Regions from separate parts of the Mus musculus genome. Here region 2 is linked to region 1. A link is a contact called in public HiChIP or PLAC-seq data. All regions are on one chromosome and are shown on one strand. The core of a region is the stretch at or near the end of the contact, and the rest is flanking DNA. Distances in the headings are between cores, read along the strand shown. Region 1 has its middle 85 kb from the start of Gm40304. Region 2 has its middle 18 kb from the start of Gm40304.

Region 1 (5,307 bases), core at 2,067-4,566:
TATATTTATAAAGTCTAAAAGTTTTTTTAATTAAACCTAATGCTGTGACCCTTTAATATAGTTACCATGCTGTGGTAATCCCAACCCTGAAATTATTTTTTATTCTACTTCACAACTGTAATGTTGCTACTGTTATGAATCATAATGTAAATATCTGATATGTAGGATATCTGATATGTGACCCCCCAGTAAAGGGTTTTTTGACCCCCAAAAGGGGTTGTGAACCACAGGCTGAGAACCACTGCTCTAGATGATATGAAAGGACTCAGGACGTGGCTGAGCTTCTCACGTGCAGAGTGCCATGCTGGTCTTGCAGAGGAAGGGAGCAGGAAGCTCAGCCATCATGGGGTGTCCCGTGCAGGAGCCATTCCAGCCCAAGTTTCTACTCGACTTTTCCCCTCAATCCACAGACTCAGCAACTAGGGAGAGTTCTGCCAACACAGTAGACACTGAATTATTCCTAGTTAGCTTGAATTCTAAAGCCATGTGTCATCTGCTAGGAAAAACCAGTAAGCAGGTCCCACTCTTCACTGCTGCCCTAAAGATATCCAGATGCTGGGAAAAAAATGAGGAAATGAAAGTCACTTTCCCTGAATATCCCAGAGCACAAAGGACAGTGAATGGTTTTCCTGTGACTATCGTGTGTGTGTGTGTGTGTGTGTGTGTGTGTGTGTGTGTGTGTGTGTGAATTTGATGAAAGTATACGAATATGTGTGTGTGTTTGGGTGCAGATGTGTGTTTGTGCGTGTACGTGAGTTCAAGGGATAAGACTTGTGAAATCAGGCTTTCGAACTAAGTGTTTTCACCTGCTAAGCCAACTCACTGGCCTCAGGGTCTGTCTTTTCAGTATTTGCTGCTCCATATATCAGGCTACCTGGTTCACAAGCTTCCAGTGACTCTCCTCTCTCTGTCCCTCATCTTGCCACAGAAATCCTGGAATCCCAGGGGCATGCTACTGGAATTCCAGGTTACCCACAGAATACTCTCGCAAGGTCGTTCTGGTAACAATTAGGACTTAGTTTCTCTATCTCTTTTTAAATTTAGTCACTTGCAGAACACAGGTGATAGAAGGGAGAGTGTTTGCTTCTGCTGAGAGAGAACCAGTTGAGCCCTTGGGAGAAGCTCTGTTAGGGTCACGGAGCTCAAATACCAACTGCAAGGAGAAACAAGCAGAGTGGGGAGAAGAAGGCAGCAAACCAAGTGCTCCAACCAGAGTCATCTCTCCAACCCCCAAACAAACTGATTTTAAACAACAACCGTTATGCTTTCTCATGACTCTCTGAGCCAACAATTGGGCTGGGCGCAACTGAGTGGTTCATCTGTCGGTTTCTCTTGGGATCACGGTCCAGGCTGTAGCTGTGTGGTTTGTTCTTTTAGCCACTTTCACACGCAAGATCCAAGCAAAAGAACCCTACATTTGTCTTCACTTTGCAAATGGGAAAACAGAGGCCTGGAGGGATTGATGGTGATGGCAATGGTCACAGGAGCCTTGATTCAAGTTTACCAGTCTTGTTGCCCAGCTCCTGCTTGATTCCTTCCTTCTTTCCTTCCTTCCCTCTTTCCTTCCTCCTTCTTTCCTTCCTTCCTTCCTTCTTTCCTTCCTCCTTCTTTCCTTCCTTCCTTTCTCTCTCTCTCTTTCTTTCTTTCTTCCTTCCTCTCTCTCTCTCTCTCTCTCTCTCCCTCCCTCTTTTATTTTTAGCTCTTCAGCAGTTTTTTCAAGAAGAAAACAGTAGGAACTGAGTTGGGGTGAGGGTGGATAGTGTCATGCCCCTTAATAAATAACTCCACAGCTTCCCCAGCTATCAGGATGTCTATTCTAACACCTCCCAAAGAGAAGTGTGAGGAATGCTTCCCAACATGTACATCAAAAAAAAATGTTACATACACACACACACACACACACATATACACACATTGGGGGGTGGGGCGGGCGGTAAGGAGGAGATTCCATCAGTGGGTAAAATTTGAACGTCTTGGGGAAGGGTATATATAGTATGTTATTAGTCAGCCACTGCCTTAGGCTACTGTATTGAAGTGTTGCTAAAGTAGAGAGGTAAAGTGCAGGGTGGGGTTAACTTCTCTTCCATGCATCCAAATTCAGAGTGGTGAATGCAAAGCTGGCGACCTCACCTTGTATCTTCTAGGATGGTACTCAGCTCTCATCTTTCTCAGCTAGGGCAAGGTGGGCTAGAGAACGCGAAGCAATAGGGCGGCCACTGGCTCTGTGCTTCCTTCCACTGGCCTGAGTTTGACCACACAGACTGCTATGGTTTGGACCCATGGCCTGTAATGTCATTCAAGGGTCCATGTGTGAAAAGCTTGTCACTCAGAATGGTGAAGTCAGGAAGTGGTAGGACCGTTAAGAAGTGGGGCTTAGTAGGTGTTGGGTCATTGAGGACAGTCCCTTGAAAGGTACTGAAGATCTGCTGTATCCTTCTTTATCCCAAGCCACGAAGGGAAGAGTTTGATTTGTTTGCTCAGTTATTGCCATCTGGCTCAAAAGCAAAGTGTCCTCATGATCACCGCCTGAAACTCCTACAACTGCGAGCCCGTGCAAACCTTTTTCTCTTCATAATTTGATTACCCGAGGTATTTGTTACGGTAATGAAAAGAAGATCCGCTTCTGGATGTAACCAGATACAAGAGAAACTTGGAAAGGCGATCTTTGGTTGGATATCTAAGTGTCTGGCTAAAACTCTTGAATCAAGACTCCTGTGTTCTCTTATCAAAACTCACAAAGGGAATGCAAAAACCAAGCACCACTTCTCAGTGTTTGCTGCTCCATGAATCAGGCTACCTCAAAAGTATCTCAGAGCCGGGCGGTGATGGCGCACGCCTTTAATCCCAGCACTTGGGAGGCAGAGGCAGGCGGATTTCTGAGTTCGAGGCCAGCCTGGTCTACAGAGTGAGTTCCAGGACAGCCAGGGCTACACAGAGAAACCCTGTCTCAAAAAAAAAAAGTATCTCAGAAGTATTTATCTGCAAAAAGTGTGTGTGTGGTTTTTTTTAATATAACATCTCACAGGACTTGTGTCCTGTTATATACTGTATATATCAAGCCAGGAGAGTTAATCACACAGTAACAAACCCCCTACCCCCGCCAAATCTAAAACAAAGGCTTAGCAGTTAGGGTCTTATCCATGTCCACAGTAGGACAGAGAAGCTGTCTACCCTTCTCATTGGGAACAAGTGTGATGATCAAGCTTGAGCCCATCTGCTGGAGGATGACAGGCCACACAGATTAGACATGAGCCATCCAGCTAAGCTCCTCCAGGATCATCTCTGCCAACCTAGCAGCCAACTGCAGGCATGCAATGAACCCAGGCGAGCCCAGCCCAGGCTAATGACTCATAGCTAGGTAAATGTTTGTCTTACGCTTAAGTTTAGGGTGGCGTAAAGCACGCAAAAGCTGGCAGAGTTAGCATAGTTATTTAAGCTTAAAGGGGATTTACTAAATGGCTGTATCCTTGAAAGACTCAGACACTCTGTGCCTTTGCCCAAATCACACCATGGGAACTGCCTTGCCAGATCTACTTAACTGTGCCTGCCACTGTGGACATTACTGCCGCTGCACCTTTACCTGGGCTCTAGCTCCAGCACAGAGGAGAGTGGCCCCGAGAGAGTAGATGGACTTACTGTTGTGGCCACCTAGCTGCAGAAACAGAGCATACTAAAGTGAACCATTTTACAAAGTATAAGATACAAAGGCCAGGGCACTGAGCCAACAAAGCTGTAGGCCCAGGCTCAGAAGCCCCTCTTTGGTACTCTGCATTCACCCATTCAGAAATGATGAGGAGTTTCAGCCCAGGAACCCTAAGACAAGGGCAACACCAACCCTCATTGTAGCATTTTATTGCTCTAACAACCAATGGCAGTGCACCAGTGTAAGCCAGCTCTCTCTGCTAACTCAGTCTGGTTACAAAATGCAAATATGGATATGGTCTGTCTCCTCTGAGACTTATGTTGCAATTAGACTGCATTAAGAAGGGACGGGGGACGGGGGGGGGGGGTGAGGGCTCTTTACAAGGGTCGTGGGTCATGAGGAATGACCGAAACCTTTCGAGAGCAGATCAACCAGTGTGACCACTTTGGTAGGAAGCGAGACTGGGCCTCGGGGCTTGCCTTTTCTTTATCCCTTTTGCCTTTCCTTTCTCCTCCAGTATCCACCAGGAATGACGCTCACAATTCTTCATTAGCAGCTGCACAGACACAGACTCGAGCGTCTTGTCCTTGGTGTTCCCAGCCTCCAGAAACATGGGTCGCTCCAGCTCAGATGTTCTGCTACAAATGGGCTGAGAGGAGAGATTTGAACATCATGTTCAACTTAAGATTAATTATTGTGACAGCTTCCTGGCATCTGGCAGTAATGTCTTGTCTAACAAAATCTATAAGCTACCACAACTTTTTTTTTTTAAACAACAACAAAGAATGGAAGAATGAAAAAAGAAAAAAACAAATGATTTGCTCCACCTTAGTACACTGGATGGACTGGGGCTTGGTCACCTTCTCGGCCTAGAGACGAAGACTAAATAGGAGAAGAAGACTAAATAGCGCTAGTGAGGAAGGCTTGAGGAAGAGTTAGCAAAGCAAAGCCATCAGTCTTTTCTGTGACAACCACTGACCTGCTCCAAAGTAGTGACGCACGATCCATTCACTCTCTAATGGTCACATGAAGTTAGGAAGCAGCGCTCAAAGGTATGGTCATTAGTGAACCCTGGAAAGGGCAATGACCCCAGAGGCCCCAGGGAACAGCCAACTGAGCATGTCTAGAGTAGGTTTTACAGGGCATGGTATTTGCCATGTTACCGCTGGCAAAGCCCCAGGAAAACCAAGGCAAACTGGTCACCTATACCAAGGCCAGTGAACACGTGGTCTGTATTATGTTTCTTAGCAGGAGCTACAGAGAACCCAAGAAGTCTGACTGAGGTTGTACTCCTAATTTAGTCATCTCCCTTCTTGAACTAGTCATGTGTTTGAAATCCCTAAGTGTTCCAGCCCTGTGACATGGTCATTGTTGGCTGGGAGAAGAAGATGAAACCATAGTTCACAGTGGTGCTGATGAGAGAGAGCTTGTCATTACCCAGGCCAGGTCTAGGTGCTTTACAAGGATTCGTTTACTTAATCCTTCCCACAGCCTTAGGAAAGAGGCATCACCATCATTCCTATCGTACAGCGCAAACTGAGCCACACAGAGATTCAGTGACTTGATAAATGTCACCTTGCTTCTTCACGTCACAGCTCTATGCCACTGTGCATAGTTAAGCTCCACATTGTGTGGTTCAATGGTTACTGCAGAATGCCTGGCCT
Region 2 (5,307 bases), core at 1,077-3,576, 100 kb after region 1:
TGGGATCAAAAGCGTGTGCCACAGTTGCCTGGCTAGATTTGTATTTTATGTGCATATGAGTCTCGTCTGTATGTATGAGCACTACATGCATGTTTGTGTTCAAGGAGGCCAGAGGAGGGCATCAGAGTTCCTAGAACTGAAGCTACAGATGGTTGTAAATCACCATTGGGCACTGGGAATCAAACCCAGGTCCTCTGGAAGAGTAGCCAGTGCTCTTAACTTCTAAGCCACCACTCCAGCCATGCCACTACCTTTTAAAAAAGCTTAGTCCACATGTCAGGTCGGATCCACAAGTGGCCTGTTCAGAGTTTATGACTGAGCTCAGGGATCACCTGGCTCCCAGGCTAGTTCGTGCCAGCAGCTGCCAGAATAATGCTCTAGTCCCTTCCATGGAGTCACCTATAGTCTTCTAAGGACCAGTTGATATCTTACACCATGGTCATGAATTCCCTCATGTTGCCAAAACTGTCACTGATGACTAAAATGCTAAGCAATTGGTGGTGCAAAAAGCACTGTTAGTGACCATGACTCACACATTTTAGATATGGGCATCAATCAGCTTAGGGGCAGAAATGTTGGACCTTTGGGTCCATGCTTTCAAGTGAGTCCAGCTTTCACGGTTGTAGTAGAAATGCCAGAGATCCCTCCAATATATTCAGCACTGGCATCCTCCCATTTGATGAAGGCAGGGCCTTCTTAAAGATGAACATAAGTTTTCTATTGACAGCCAGGCGGTGGTGGTACACGCCTTTAATCCCAGCACTCGGGAGGCAGAGGCAGGTGGATTTCTGAGTTCGAGGCCAGCCTGGTCTACAAAGTGAGTTCCAGGACAGCCAGGGCTACACAGAGAAACCCTGTCTCGAATAAAAAAAAAAAAGTTTTCTACTGACGAGATAGATGTCCCATTCTCAGCCTTGGCTGTGCCATTACACTCACTATTGGTGGAATCACACTAGAATAGTATATCATGCAATTGCTATCAATGAAAGATCACTGATGACCACAATATCTTCTGGCTACCAACTCCCGTTCTGGACAAATCAACTGCTCTGATCTTGGAAGAAAGCTGCAGGACGTGAAAAGATGTGATTGTCTGTCAATCAGGGCATGGTGGTGAGGCATGACTCATATTTTTGAAAGATCATCCCAGATGACCTGGTGATCTGGGATAGTTGACACACACACCTATGATCCCAGAACTGAGAAGCTGAAGTCAGAGAATTGAGAGTTTCAGGCTAAGCTGTGTTAGCAGTAAGGCCCTATTTCCAAAAGACCAAACAAGCAGACAAAAGCAGGTGTGCTATGAAAGGTGGACTGCAGGAGAAGAAGATAGAAGACTAGAGTGGAAGGGTAAGGGCTGCTCAACCAGGTCTACACCCAAGGCGTGATGCTGCAGAGCTTTGCCCATGGCATGAAACTAGAAGGACGGCATAATTACATAATGACAGTAGCTCATTGCACTCCCAAAAGGCTTATCAGACGAGGATAATTGAGAAAATGGCTTCTTCCCACTTAGCACCATTATCAGAGCACCTGAATTAACGAGCCCAGTAAATCCAGAAAGACAAATGGAGCCAGCGCTCCTTCCTCCAGGAAAGTCTTTCCGATGCGTTGAAGGCTGCTTTTACAGGAACCGTCTGAGCCCTAGAATTGGCAGTTTCAGTAACTCCACCCGTAGACCAGAAAAAGTGAGTAACATTTAGCAAAGTGATCTCCCACTGTAGTTATAGGAATGCAAGGTTGTCAAGTCCAACCTGCCTGGCTTCTGGAAGGGCTGCTACTCCCAACCCCCTTTATTTAGAGCACTAAGTAGCTGAGAGGAGACCTTAGCATAAAACTCCACTGTTGAAGCTAAGCTTGGGATTGCTGCTGGTGTTCTTATTTTAGGACTGTGTTAAGCTCAAAACTAGTCAATAGTTTAGCAAAGAAGGGTAGTATTTATTTCCTAATGTTTTATAAAGGCTTTGAGGATTCTTGTCAGAGAGGAACAGCTAAATATGTCCACCTGATATGATAGCAAATGTCTTATTTTATTAAACATTAAATTGTTTTATTATTTTATTGTTTTTATCCTATTTTTTTCCTAAGTAGAGCATTTTCCTTTGTACCTAAGAGGAACAGTATTTGCAGTGGTCCTCTACAACACCCTCTCTGATGATCAAGGTCAAAAATCAAATAAGCCCTCAATTCGGAGGCTGTAAGTCATTCTGTTAACAAGAAACAGCCATTGCAAAGCACTCTGTCGCTTTCCAGGTTGGAGTATCAGTCAGACAGAGACTCAATGCAATCGCTTCTTGGCGGACTCTGCTGCCCGAATGTAAGCTGTGTTCTGTGGGCAACCGTCTGCTTATTTTCTTTTCTGGACAAGTGGTTAGCCCATGTTGGATATCCTGTGTTTATGGAATTCCAGAAAGGCTATGTCATAGAAATCGCTGGTGTGCGCGTGCGAACGTGCGTCCGATTTATGGAGAGAAAGTAAACCGAAACAGCTTGTGGAGAAATCCACCCGAAAGCAGTGGCTGAGGTGCCCCTCAGAGATGCGGGGAGAAATCCAGCCGAAAGCGGTGGCCGAGGTGCTCCTCAGACCGGGGCCTTCATTTCCAAGGGCTTTATCCACTATGGTACCTTACCTCATAAGTACCAAGAAGTAAACAATAGATCCAAACGTCAAAGGCTGAGGTGCCCAGCAGAAAAATCATGAAAGCCAGACACATCACTTTATTGTCTATCATTCGTAACACACACACACCAAACAAAAAAAAACCCAAAAAAATAAAAAATACTTCAAGTTGTACTTAAATACAAGAAACCTTAATTTATATTTAAAAGTTGAAATTTTCCCATAAAATCTCAGACAGACGGTTAGAATTAGCATCAGCTTAGAAAATAAACAAAGACATAAGGGACAAGTCTAGGATTGAACAGAAAAGAAGGAATCCTAGAAAAGCTTTTATAATTTAGCTTTTCTTTTCCAACTTCTGAATGAGTTCTGTTCCACTGTTCATTTCAATAAGCTTGACTTTGTGTGAGGAGAGAGATGCAATCTTGGAGTTCAGGGGTTTTGTCTGTGATTTTAACGCCACGATTCACACAGGCACTAAAGAAACTGTTTGTTCTGGTTCCTATAAACTCACTTAATGTTTTAATTCACCTGAACCAACAACCGAATGCCACAGGCCATTTCGAAACAACTTTCCCTCATCATTCAAGGTAGCATGTGCTTTTCATAGTCTTTCAAATACTGATCCCTGAAACAAAACCAAAAACATACCTTTGCCCTGTTTTCTATTCACTGTTCACCGCTGTAATGTAAGTAAGCCCTCTTTGGGGGGGGGGGGGGGAATGCAAAAATGAAGTTTAACCCACAATTGAGTCTTACATCCTGTGGTCTTGGAATTTTAAAATTTCATTCAAAACACACATTATAAACAAACTCTCCCAAATGACCATCTCGAGAGGAATGTGGCAGAAATCCAGAAACAATTGTAATATTTGGACCAAGCATGAGCATAAATAGCCAGTGTGTGTTTTCATGAGGGGGATTATGGCTTGTTTCACAAACCCTACAGGGGATTTGTAGATGGGCAGAGCTCAATTCCATGTCGGTTGAGTGTCTCCAGAAGAAAACAATCCCTTGACAGTCAGTGAAGATGAGCTATTAAAAAGGCTCTCTTTGTTTGTTGGAAGCAGTGGTGTGTGTGTATGTGTGTGTATGTGCATGGGTGTGTGTGTGTGAAATTCACGCCAGGAGCCTTTCACACGCTAGGTGAACACCCTACCACTGAACCCCAGCCCCAGCCCCCAAATATCTTTTTAAACTACTCCTATCTGTTGACTACGAACATTGGAAGGAAACTTTCTGGCCTATAAATAAATGCCTATAACCTCAAGCTCAAAGTTGTATCCGGGGCACCTGATCTTTAGTCTAACGGTGGAGACCGATTCAAGGTGAGCGGGTGCTAGAGAAAGGAACACAAGCAATCTTATGTCTTTTTGTCAGGAATATCCAACCAGTGGAGTCAGTGAGATGCCACCAGGCAGTATCCAGGGGGTGGATGATTTAAAGGAGGATGGAGTCCAGTTGTGCTGCAGGGTCAAACTTCAAAGAGATAAGGTAGGATGGGGAAGCTGTAGAGAGCCTCCTAGTGTGTGCACTAGCCTATGCGAATAGTTCATCTCTCTCCCAGAAAAGTGGCAGTACTTTAACACACACACACACACACACACACACACACACACACACACACACACACGTTGGCATGAGAGTGAAGAACAATTAAGTCAGAGAGTCATTTCAAAATAGTTCTTGGCTCCTTACCTCTGCAGCAAAGTTTAACATGAAGACACCTTGTTATTTCTCCTTTTAGTCCTCAGTAAATTTTAATGGTCTACAAATCCATTATTTCTTCAAAATTTGTTTAGGAGAACAGCCTTATCTAGAGATCTACCATGAATCTCATGCCTATTTTTTTAATAGCACCAACACTCAGAATAGCTCTACAGGAACTGGCAGGATCACCTACTCTAATGAGTAGACCTTCCCACCTCCATGATGTTTCAGTTTCGATTTTAACACACGATTCTGAGAAGCCTGGGTGAACTAATATAGTATCGTAGGCCGCTGGGTTTTAATCATCGTGAAGTGAAAATGCATCGCCTCTCTGGGAGGGACAAAGGAAAGTAGAGGTTCTTCTTAGGAACCCTGTGAAGCTTGCCAGGCCCAAGCAGGAAACATCGAGCAGCTTCTCAGAAGACAGAGCCAAGACCACGTTAGAATTATCTGGTACCCATCAGCATCATGGGCTGATAATTATCTCTGAGGGTTAGTTAGCATGGTCGATGTGTGATCTGCAAGGCAAAAGTGGGGCCTCGGGACTCTCGAGTTTGTACTTCAGAGTGAAGCGGTTATGTCCAAGTTCCTTCACATACCCAACTCCTTGTGCCACGCTTAAGTCCCTTTTAAAGTCGATTCGACAATGCAAAAGCAGGGTTGGGCAAACAGTGGAGGTGGTACAAACAGGTTTGGGCTCAGGGAGAAGATAACCATCTTTAGCATCTGTTTCTGTCCTTCCCTCTTCCTGCTACCCCTTGTCTCTTCTCTGAAGTCCTGGAGCTTGAGCCCAGGACCTCATGCCATACCAAGGAGCCAGCTCTGCGCAGAGCCGTTAGACATCGCCAGCCTTGATTTTTATCTGCATCTGACCTGGGGTATCCCAGGATAAATCAGTTGAATTTTGGATTCGCATTTCACCTCTCAATAGGGATAAAAAGCACCCGATGCTTGCAGAGCCCAGGGCGTATGCACAT

What was found. HiChIP or PLAC-seq counts read pairs in DNA pulled down with a chosen protein or histone mark.
Region 2: an HNF4G HiChIP or PLAC-seq map of pancreatic cancer cells shows a contact between it and region 1. The contact joins two enhancer-like sites. A contact is called at or near these places in 7 of 39 promoter capture datasets (the C10 cell line, embryonic stem cells, epiblast stem cells and 1 more), 1 of 15 datasets of contacts at CTCF or cohesin (the NIH/3T3 cell line), 17 of 484 Hi-C or Micro-C datasets (bone marrow-derived macrophages, embryonic fibroblasts, embryonic stem cells and 2 more), 17 of 115 datasets of contacts at active chromatin or transcription factors (CD8 T cells, embryonic stem cells, microglia and 2 more) and 3 of 9 other capture datasets (adipose tissue, liver and pancreatic islet).

Annotation. Positions count from the first base shown.
Region 1 is chr5:53,459,930-53,465,236 of GRCm38.p6, forward strand. No RefSeq gene overlaps it. Among named protein-coding and RNA genes, the nearest start is that of Gm40304, 85 kb to the right of the region's middle. Within about 2 kb of position 3,317, at least 34 of the 459 cell types and tissues checked have an H3K27ac peak or open chromatin away from gene starts, as enhancers often do. A contact at or near this core is called in pancreatic cancer cells, where this site is marked.
Region 2 is chr5:53,562,100-53,567,406 of GRCm38.p6, forward strand. It overlaps a transcript of Rbpj not described here. Among named protein-coding and RNA genes, the nearest start is that of Gm40304, 18 kb to the left of the region's middle. Within about 2 kb of position 2,327, at least 49 of the 459 cell types and tissues checked have an H3K27ac peak or open chromatin away from gene starts, as enhancers often do. A contact at or near this core is called in pancreatic cancer cells, where this site is marked.